2 separate regions of the Anser cygnoides genome follow, and region 2 is linked to region 1. A link is a contact called in public Hi-C data. All regions are on one chromosome and are shown on one strand. The core of a region is the stretch at or near the end of the contact, and the rest is flanking DNA. Distances in the headings are between cores, read along the strand shown.

Region 1 (3,963 bases), core at 394-2,893:
AATAAATTGGTAGGTACAAAACACTGAAAAATAAGAAAGAGGAACTTGTCTGCCCAAGTGTGCTCACAAGAAACTGCAGTGCATACAATGCTCTTTTATTATAATGATAAATACTACTTTGTGACACCAATATTTACTCCACTTCAAAGGGATAGCAAACCAGCATTTTCAGAACGATCAGGACAAAACAGTGAACATACATAATGATTATATGCCAATTTACTTCTTGAAAAACTACCTGCATTAAAATGAGGATCATCTTCCATTGATCTCACTGCCTCCTCAACTGCATCTAAGGCACTGCCTCCTTGTTTCAGGACACTGTAGCCTTGCAGTGCAGCTCTGACAACGCCAGTACGACATCCCTGTTCTCGTTCTTTGAAGATCCGGCCAGCTCCACCGTGCACCACGATGACAGGCTTCATCCTGAAGGCCAAATTCTTTCCAAGGTTTTCAGCTGTGCCAACAGGTTGCTCTTAATCAGCCTGCTTTGGAAAGAACAGCATTTAGCATTTGTTCCCTTCTACACGAGGAAAGAGTCCTGCAGAAAAGTTAAGATACGCTTAGTTTGAGCTCAATGCTTTTACCTCTCAGGAAGCTGCGCACACACACGAAGAGCTCCTACGAGATATTCAAGTTCCAACTGGAGGAGCCCCCAGGCAACTTGGCACACCTCTGAGCTCAGCTCTGCTTCGAGCTGGGTGACCTCTGGAGGCCCCTTTCAAGCAAAGGTACTCTACAATCTCGTGATTTAGCACGAAGCCTGTCTGGCGATCTTATTGTTTTAGAAGTGATACAGAAACAAGCATCAGCGTCTCAGTGCTGTGAGCTGCTCGTTAGATGAGTGATCCCATTCTTCAAACGCAATAATATAACCAGAGATGAAGCCACTGACCCGAGTTAGCAGCTTAACTCTGCTGCCCAGATGCCAAACCTCTGACCTCTTGCAAAACATTGTACTTTGTGCAGCAAAACAAAGCATTTGGACCCGGTGGTTAACTGTTTTTATTGCTGCTTCCCACGAGCAAAACAGCACCGCTTACACCTCCTGGGGCGCAAAGGAGACAGAGCTTCACCTCCTGCCAAAAGCTAGGACAGTAAGGGAGGAAACCCTCCACATTAAAATATTCCCAGGACCAGTACTTTTAGAAGTTGTGGAAAAGGAAATCCAGCTGCTTTTCCCTCACCGTATCTGCACACCCTCTAGACATTAGCCTGGCCGCCCGCGCCCCCAAAGCTCCCACAGTCCGCCCTATTTGGGCCCTGCAATGCCAGACGGGGCAGAAAACTTCATTTTCACTGGAGTCCGTACGCGAGGCCTTCCTCCTGGAAAGCGTTTTTATTTCACCGCCAGCCGCGCTCGTCCCTGCGCGGGGCTCCGGCTCCTGCCGCCCACAAGGGAGGAGCCCGGCGGGGGCTCTCCCCGGCCGCCCCCACGCCCCGAGCCGCCCCCCGGGCCCGCCGCCGGCTTCTCCGCGTTCATCCAGCCTCACCCACCCTTGTGGACAGCCAGAGAAAGGGGCCGGACCCCCCCTGCAGCCCCCAACCCGTCCCGTCCCCCGGCGCGGGGCCGTGCGCGGTGGCGGCGGGCGGGCGGTTCCCTCCCCGACGTGGCGCCCCCCGCCGCCTGAGGGCTGCCCGCAGCTAAGATGGCTGCCGCCCTCTGCCCCCTGCGCGCCCGGCGAGCGGGGCTTGAGGCTCGGCGGCGGTGGTGTGCGTGTTGACAGAATAAGGGCATGTGTGTAAGTATCCACGCCGGAGATGTTGTTCCGACTCTCTGCTCGGTAAATTTGTGTCCCCACAGCCCAGTGTGTCACTGGTGATGGAAATAAGCAGTCCCTTCCTCACCCCCGCCTCAGAAGAGGGCTAAGCGTGGTGTCCAGGGAGAAATGCCTGCACACAGGTGTGCAGAGGTGACATTTCCACAGAAATCAGAAGGAGCAGCCAGGGAGCACGGCTTCTTCCAGCAGGTGACACGTCCTGGAGTCCGGTGATGTGCCCTGTGCAGGACCAGCCAGTTTGTTCCACGATGAGACGATAACCGCCTTTATTTCTTCTCGGTGGTGCGCCTTCTCCTATCAGATGTTACACCACCTTTAATTTCCTCATCACTCACCGCCGCTTGGTTTCTCCTCAAGTTAGATTAGAAAAATGACACCTCTTTCCCAAATCAAAACCCAACAATATATGACATCCGCCCTGCCTTCTGCTCGCTTTTAAACAAGCTGGGATTATTCATCCCCAAAACACAAACTGCGTAAGTGTACGTAAATTGAAACTGGAAGGTGTAGTGAGACATAAGGAATCTGAGTCTTCAAGCTGAAAGAGACCAAATGACAATACTCTGTATATATCCATTCAGATTCTAAATGGATAACTAAGGCATGGAATAAGTTTGCCTTTTTTTTTTTTTTTTTTTTTTAATAATAGGCTGCTGGTAGACCACATAGTTGCTTGCTATAAAAAGAGCTACTAGAAAAATTCTTCCTGGAAAGGAAAAATACTTGAAAAACACATTGAAAAAGTTAATTGGAAAAAAAATAATTTCCATTGTTTCTTACCTTTGTGGCAAAAAAACATAAACAAGAATTTCTCCGAATTTGTGCAAACTCTATACCTGCCTAGCAGCCAGCTGCCTTGCTTCACCATTTCTGTTTAGTTCACCACCTTTTCACTTTTCTCTACTTTTTTTTTTTGCTTCACGCTAGGTTCTGGGGACAGCAGTAAATGCAGCCTGCTCTGGACACACAAGGAGTTGAGTTGACGTGAGTGTGCTGAAGAACAAGGATTTATGGCAGTGTGCAGTCACTCAATTGAAGATCTGTTTTGATTCTGAACGTTGGTTTAAAATGAATTAGCATGGTGTAATTAAAAGGAACTACACTGGATGGTTTTTCATTGTCACTGATAGGATTAACAAAGAGAAATTTAAATTTTGAATGTGAATTATTTGAGAGTACCTCTTTTTTAATAGAATATTTTATCTTGCTTTCAGAGGTAGTGTCAAAACAGGAAACTGATACTAATTGAATGAAATACTTTAGAAGAATTACTTCAATTGCTTGCATGGACAGCTGAACACAAAATTTATATAATAACATTAAATTGAAATATTAATATTAGTCTAACATTGTCATGATTCAACAAAGCAAGCGTGTCACCTGATAAAACTGGCATACTCTGCTTTTACATCAGTTTTCTACCCTAAGCTTTCTTTAGCCACCTTCTTTGCTGCAGTGGTCAAATCATTTTTATTTATTTTTTAACTGAGTCACAATCAGTTTCCAAATTAACATTGGAACAGCAGAGGGAGAGGGCCACCAAAAATGTCTGGGTAGCCAGTGAGGTAAAGGCAATTGTTTGATACTTCATTCCTTAAAAGTCAGCACTGAACTGCTTCCCGCCTATTTCACTGGGAGATAGTGGTCTTTTAAACATTTTTGTAGGAATAGGATGTTTAGCAGTATAATTAGAAAAATACTGAATATTGAAGAGATGAATTAGGCAGTGTAAGCAAGTATGCTGATGAAAAAGTTCCGTAGAAGTTAATGACATTCTATATAAAGAAATGCCTTAATACCCCACAGAACTTGCTGAAAAGTATTTTTTGTATTTATTTTGCAACTAATATTTAGGGTTTCTTTTAATCGATGTATTGTGTTCTATATCAGGAATCTGTTTTAAGACTATGTAAACTGTTAGTTTTAAATAATTACTGCAGAAACAAATGTATTGACTTCATTCTTGCTAATTTTCTTAAGAGAGCTTTGCATATTTTAATTGCCACAGAAGCACCTTTAAAAATATACAGAATAAGTGAGTTCCTTTGCATGCTCAGCCTGGTGGAGATTAGCTTTCCTGCTTGTAAGCTGAACGTGATACACTTGAAAGAGGTGGGAATGTATTACAGTAGGTGAGTAAGTGCTAGAGGGCTGAAGCTGGGGAGCAAGTGATCACAACATG
Region 2 (3,963 bases), core at 905-3,404, 64 kb before region 1:
CAATGCTTGAGAGACTTACACCAACAGGGGCAGGAAGAACTGACCCTACGAGAGTGCTACTAAAATTCACAGAGCAAGAGCTGAATAATACAGAAAGCATTCCTACTACTAACACTTATGGATACTGTAGCCATGCTAAAATAATTTGTTTTTTTATTATATCCTTTCTTTAAGGATTCACAAGCAAGTTTTAGAGCCAAGTATGCGTTTACCATTATTAGGTAATTTCCATGTTTTGGCTATTTTTTCCCACACCTAAAATCCTTCAGTCTTTCTCGCCTCTTCATTCACTTCCTGGATTTTCATTTAATCTCTGAGCACAGTAGTTGCCTCAAGTTCCACTTTTCTATTTCCATCCTAGATCTTCTTCAGGTTAGCTCAGCTAACAGTGTTCTTGCCAAGGCCAGAGATATTTGCACTATTCCATCCTTACGCATTTTGAGCTGTCAATCATCCTTTCTTTGATAACCCAGACCTAGCCTGCTTTATATATGTAGTCTTCTCATTCTTCCCTATCAGAAGGCCTTCCATTTGTTTTTAAAGTGGAGATCCTGAAAAGGTCATCTGGACGTCTAGTCTTTGGGTAATCTACTTTGCAATTAAAAAAAATTGTCACCTTTGTGAACACGGTCCAGAGAAGTGCCTCTACTCCAAGTCTGTCTCTGTACATATGAAATCTTTCTTCATCTCTCCATCACTGCTCAAGAAAAATAGGCCTGCCAACTCAAACACCTCATCAATACAGAAACTCTACAGACCCAGCCAACCACCCAGTCTCGCAGATTCCTTACGCACAAAAGCTCAATTGCAGCCCTTTCAGCTGCTCCTGACATTTCTGCCTCATCCAGGGTCTCTTCCTCTTCCAGATTCACTTTTACGCAATACTCTCTAAATTAAGGAAAGGCAAAAGTCTTGCTGTGACTGTAACACATTCGGAACGCTCCTGCCAGTAAAAAAAGCCTGAGAAGTCACTGAGAAGTGTCCTTTATACCCTCTTACAGCTACCCCTTCTCACTGAAACTAACAGCAACTACTGCCATGGTCTAGGCCTGTCACGGTCCATGCTCATCTTTCCCCCTGCTCCACCTCCAGTCACCACACGATGCCAGCCTCTGCCCCCCACGTTAGTTTCTATCAAGCTGCATTTGTGCTTTTCCTCAACCCTGCATCTGAACAGAAGCGTGAGGTAGTGCTCCAGAGCCTCCCTTCATAGTCCTTGTGCGAGAGGCCTCTGGCACCCCTGGCTCGCCGGGCCCACCGCCATCGCCCTGCCGCTGCCACCCATGGCCGCACCAGGGAGCTCACAGAGACCACCCTGCGTCCAAAATGCACACAGGGATGGTCACGTTTAACACCAAGCCGACTGCTTATGAAATCATTCAACTTGACAGTAAAAGCAACTCTCATTTTAGGCTCGGGCTGCCAAACTAGTAAGACCAATGAAAGTTAAGAGCAGCAATAGGTATCACTTGAAGCAGCAACCCTTAAACAGAAAAGGATTTCAACTCCCTACTTTAACATAAGGATCGTAGCAAAACTCACCTGGACTTATTTTATATTCTCCTAAACAGGCTGTAGGTCTAAAACTTCTTTATTAGTATTTCGGTGAGGCTCATCACTATGGTATGTGAGCAACCCAAGAAGATCAAGTTGCTCATCTGTATTAAACAACAGTTGCTGCGGGATGAAAACAAGCAGGGCTTCAGTTCTACAGAAACCCAGCTGAGGTTTCTGTTTGGCAAAGACAATGTGTTTGCAGCGAGGCTTGGATCCAGATCCCACTTGATCTGGTTCTTCCCGCTGCATAGATTTCAGGTACGCTCAATAGCTCCGCGTCCCTCACCCCACCGCCTGCAACACAACGCTCGGCACGCCGCGTGCAGTTAGAAGAGGATTAAGTGTCACATTTCAATTTCATCCGACCCCACTTTTTGTTTCCTCACCCCTTCCCTGAATTAGCAGCTTGCTGCTGCGGCAGGCGACGAACACATGGCTTCTCCCACTCATTAACATCACGGCCACGCCGTGGCAGGGATCCAAGCCCGTTTTTCCTGCAGAGGATACAGCTTTTGGGGATGTGAACAATCTCGAGTGAGAGCTCATACGCATCAGCCCATTTCCTCTGTTGGAAGGGAGTCTCCCGCCTAGCTCTCTGAACAAACACAGCCCTGGAGCCAGCCCGCGGACGGTGTTTACACAAACGGCACTGTCACCGATAGAGTCTGATACCGTGCAACAAAAAAGTTTGAAGCAAAAAAAAGAAGAAAAATCCATGAAAAAGCAGTAAATTGTGCATTAGTCAAATGTTGATGCATTTTTAGTCATTTCAAACAGCGGCTTCTTTAAAAACCACATCTATTTTACTGTGGTTAAAGTAAATCTTATGCTGAACAAAGGAACTGAAAGGTACCAATTTAGCAACAGTTCTCTATTTCCATCCCCACCTCTCCTCCTCTTGCTGCCTTACACACAGACAAATGCAAGGCCCAAGTGGTGCCAGTATAAAATAAAGGAATGCTTTATTACTGTGGCTTGGGGATTTTTTTTATTTTTATTTTTTTTATGCTGAAACAATATTTTCACTAAGTTTGGGCAAACTGAAGACAGGGGTAGCTGAAGTATTTATTTTACAAGGATTCGGTGTCACGTGTAGCTCTTCATACATACACTTTGACAATGATACTTAATTAGCATCTACCTTTCACCACTTAACTTGCTGTGAAATATTAGCCTATTTTTAATTTTATTTATTTTAAGGAAGTGGAACAATACAGCGAGCATCAAAAATAGTACATCAAATAGTACATGCTGTACCCCATGCTTATACAAATAAATACAGACAACTATAATCCAGGAGTAGGATATATAAATATAAACTCTAAGCTTCACGGAGTTCATGAGAATTATAACTTTTGGAAAACCCGGTCAGTCCACTTGGTAATTGAAGTGTTTGCAGTCTCTTAGCTACTAACCCAGGGAAGTAGCAGAAAGCTGCTCTCAGCATGCTTTTTGCGTACGATTCAAACTTGTAACATCATAAGGTCAACTTACAATAGGAGGCAAGCAGGCATACGAGAAATGCACATCACAGTTGCTGTTGTTTCTCCCTCTCCCCCGGTGCTGTCACCCAGCTGATGTCTATGGCAGCCCCAGCTGCCACTCAGAGGCAGCACGGGCGTTCAGGGTGTATCTGAGCAGCAGGGAGAAACTCGAGGGTCAGCAGCAGAAGATAAGGGCAGAGACAGGCCCTGGCATAAGATTTTTCATACATTAATGGCCTGGCAATGGAAAAAATGTTTTTAAAAAAAAATCCATGCCTACTCCCGCATAGAGGCTGCTAAATTGCATCCTGTTGCCCTAGTCAGGGCCATGAATCACCGTGTTAACCTGGACTGGTGCCACTCACCTCCACAGCTCAGCTTCTCCCCGGTACAAAAATTAGTGGGCTACTTCTCAGAAAAAGCAATTCGCAAGAAATCCCTTCTAGACCCAGCCATCCAGTGGAGAAAAGCTTAGTTTGCTTTTCCAAGTTCTTACAACACCAGGAAATCTTAGAAGCACCAAAGGGAAAAAAAAATTAAACATAAAACTCAAGTGACTGCCTACAGTCCTCTCTGTGGCCTTCCTGGCTGAAGATGAGAGCAAGCAGCTAGTATTTCAGATTGCTCGATGGAAGTGACCTCTCCAACTACCACACCATATTAACTTCCTGACCAAGCTCAGTGAAAGCCTGCCAAGTATTACAGGGAGAAGAAAGGGATGTGAGCAGCTCGGGCACTTCCTTTCTGGAGATATTTTTGACCAGCGCTGAAAATCTATGGATCTTATCTGAAGAACTGGCGCATTACATGGGGTTCAGCAACATCCCAATTTTAGCCTACGCACTGAGCACAAACCAGAGAGCAAGGGCCACACGGGCTGTTTGCTAGAAGGTCATGCAAAATAACCAGAGAGCCTGTGTTT

Evidence for each region. A called contact is a pair of places that touch in the nucleus more often than the background predicts.
Region 2: a contact with region 1 is called in a Hi-C map of granulosa cells, with 1.7 times the contacts expected there. The contact joins the enhancer-like site here to the promoter of ASRGL1 in region 1. A contact is called at or near these places in 3 of 7 Hi-C or Micro-C datasets (granulosa cells and liver).

What each region holds. Positions count from the first base shown.
Region 1 is chr3:91,078,161-91,082,123 of Taihu_goose_T2T_genome, reverse strand. ASRGL1 (asparaginase and isoaspartyl peptidase 1) reads right to left here and starts at 1,643. Exons shown (of 7, transcript XM_048077456.2): 1 at 1,498-1,643; 2 at 239-485. The coding sequence starts at 425.
Region 2 is chr3:91,142,587-91,146,549 of Taihu_goose_T2T_genome, reverse strand. All of the region lies in intron 3 of LOC106030372, which reads right to left. Among named protein-coding and RNA genes, the nearest start is that of TRNAE-UUC, 15 kb to the left of the region's middle. Within about 2 kb of position 2,154, at least 2 of the 3 cell types and tissues checked have open chromatin away from gene starts, as enhancers often do.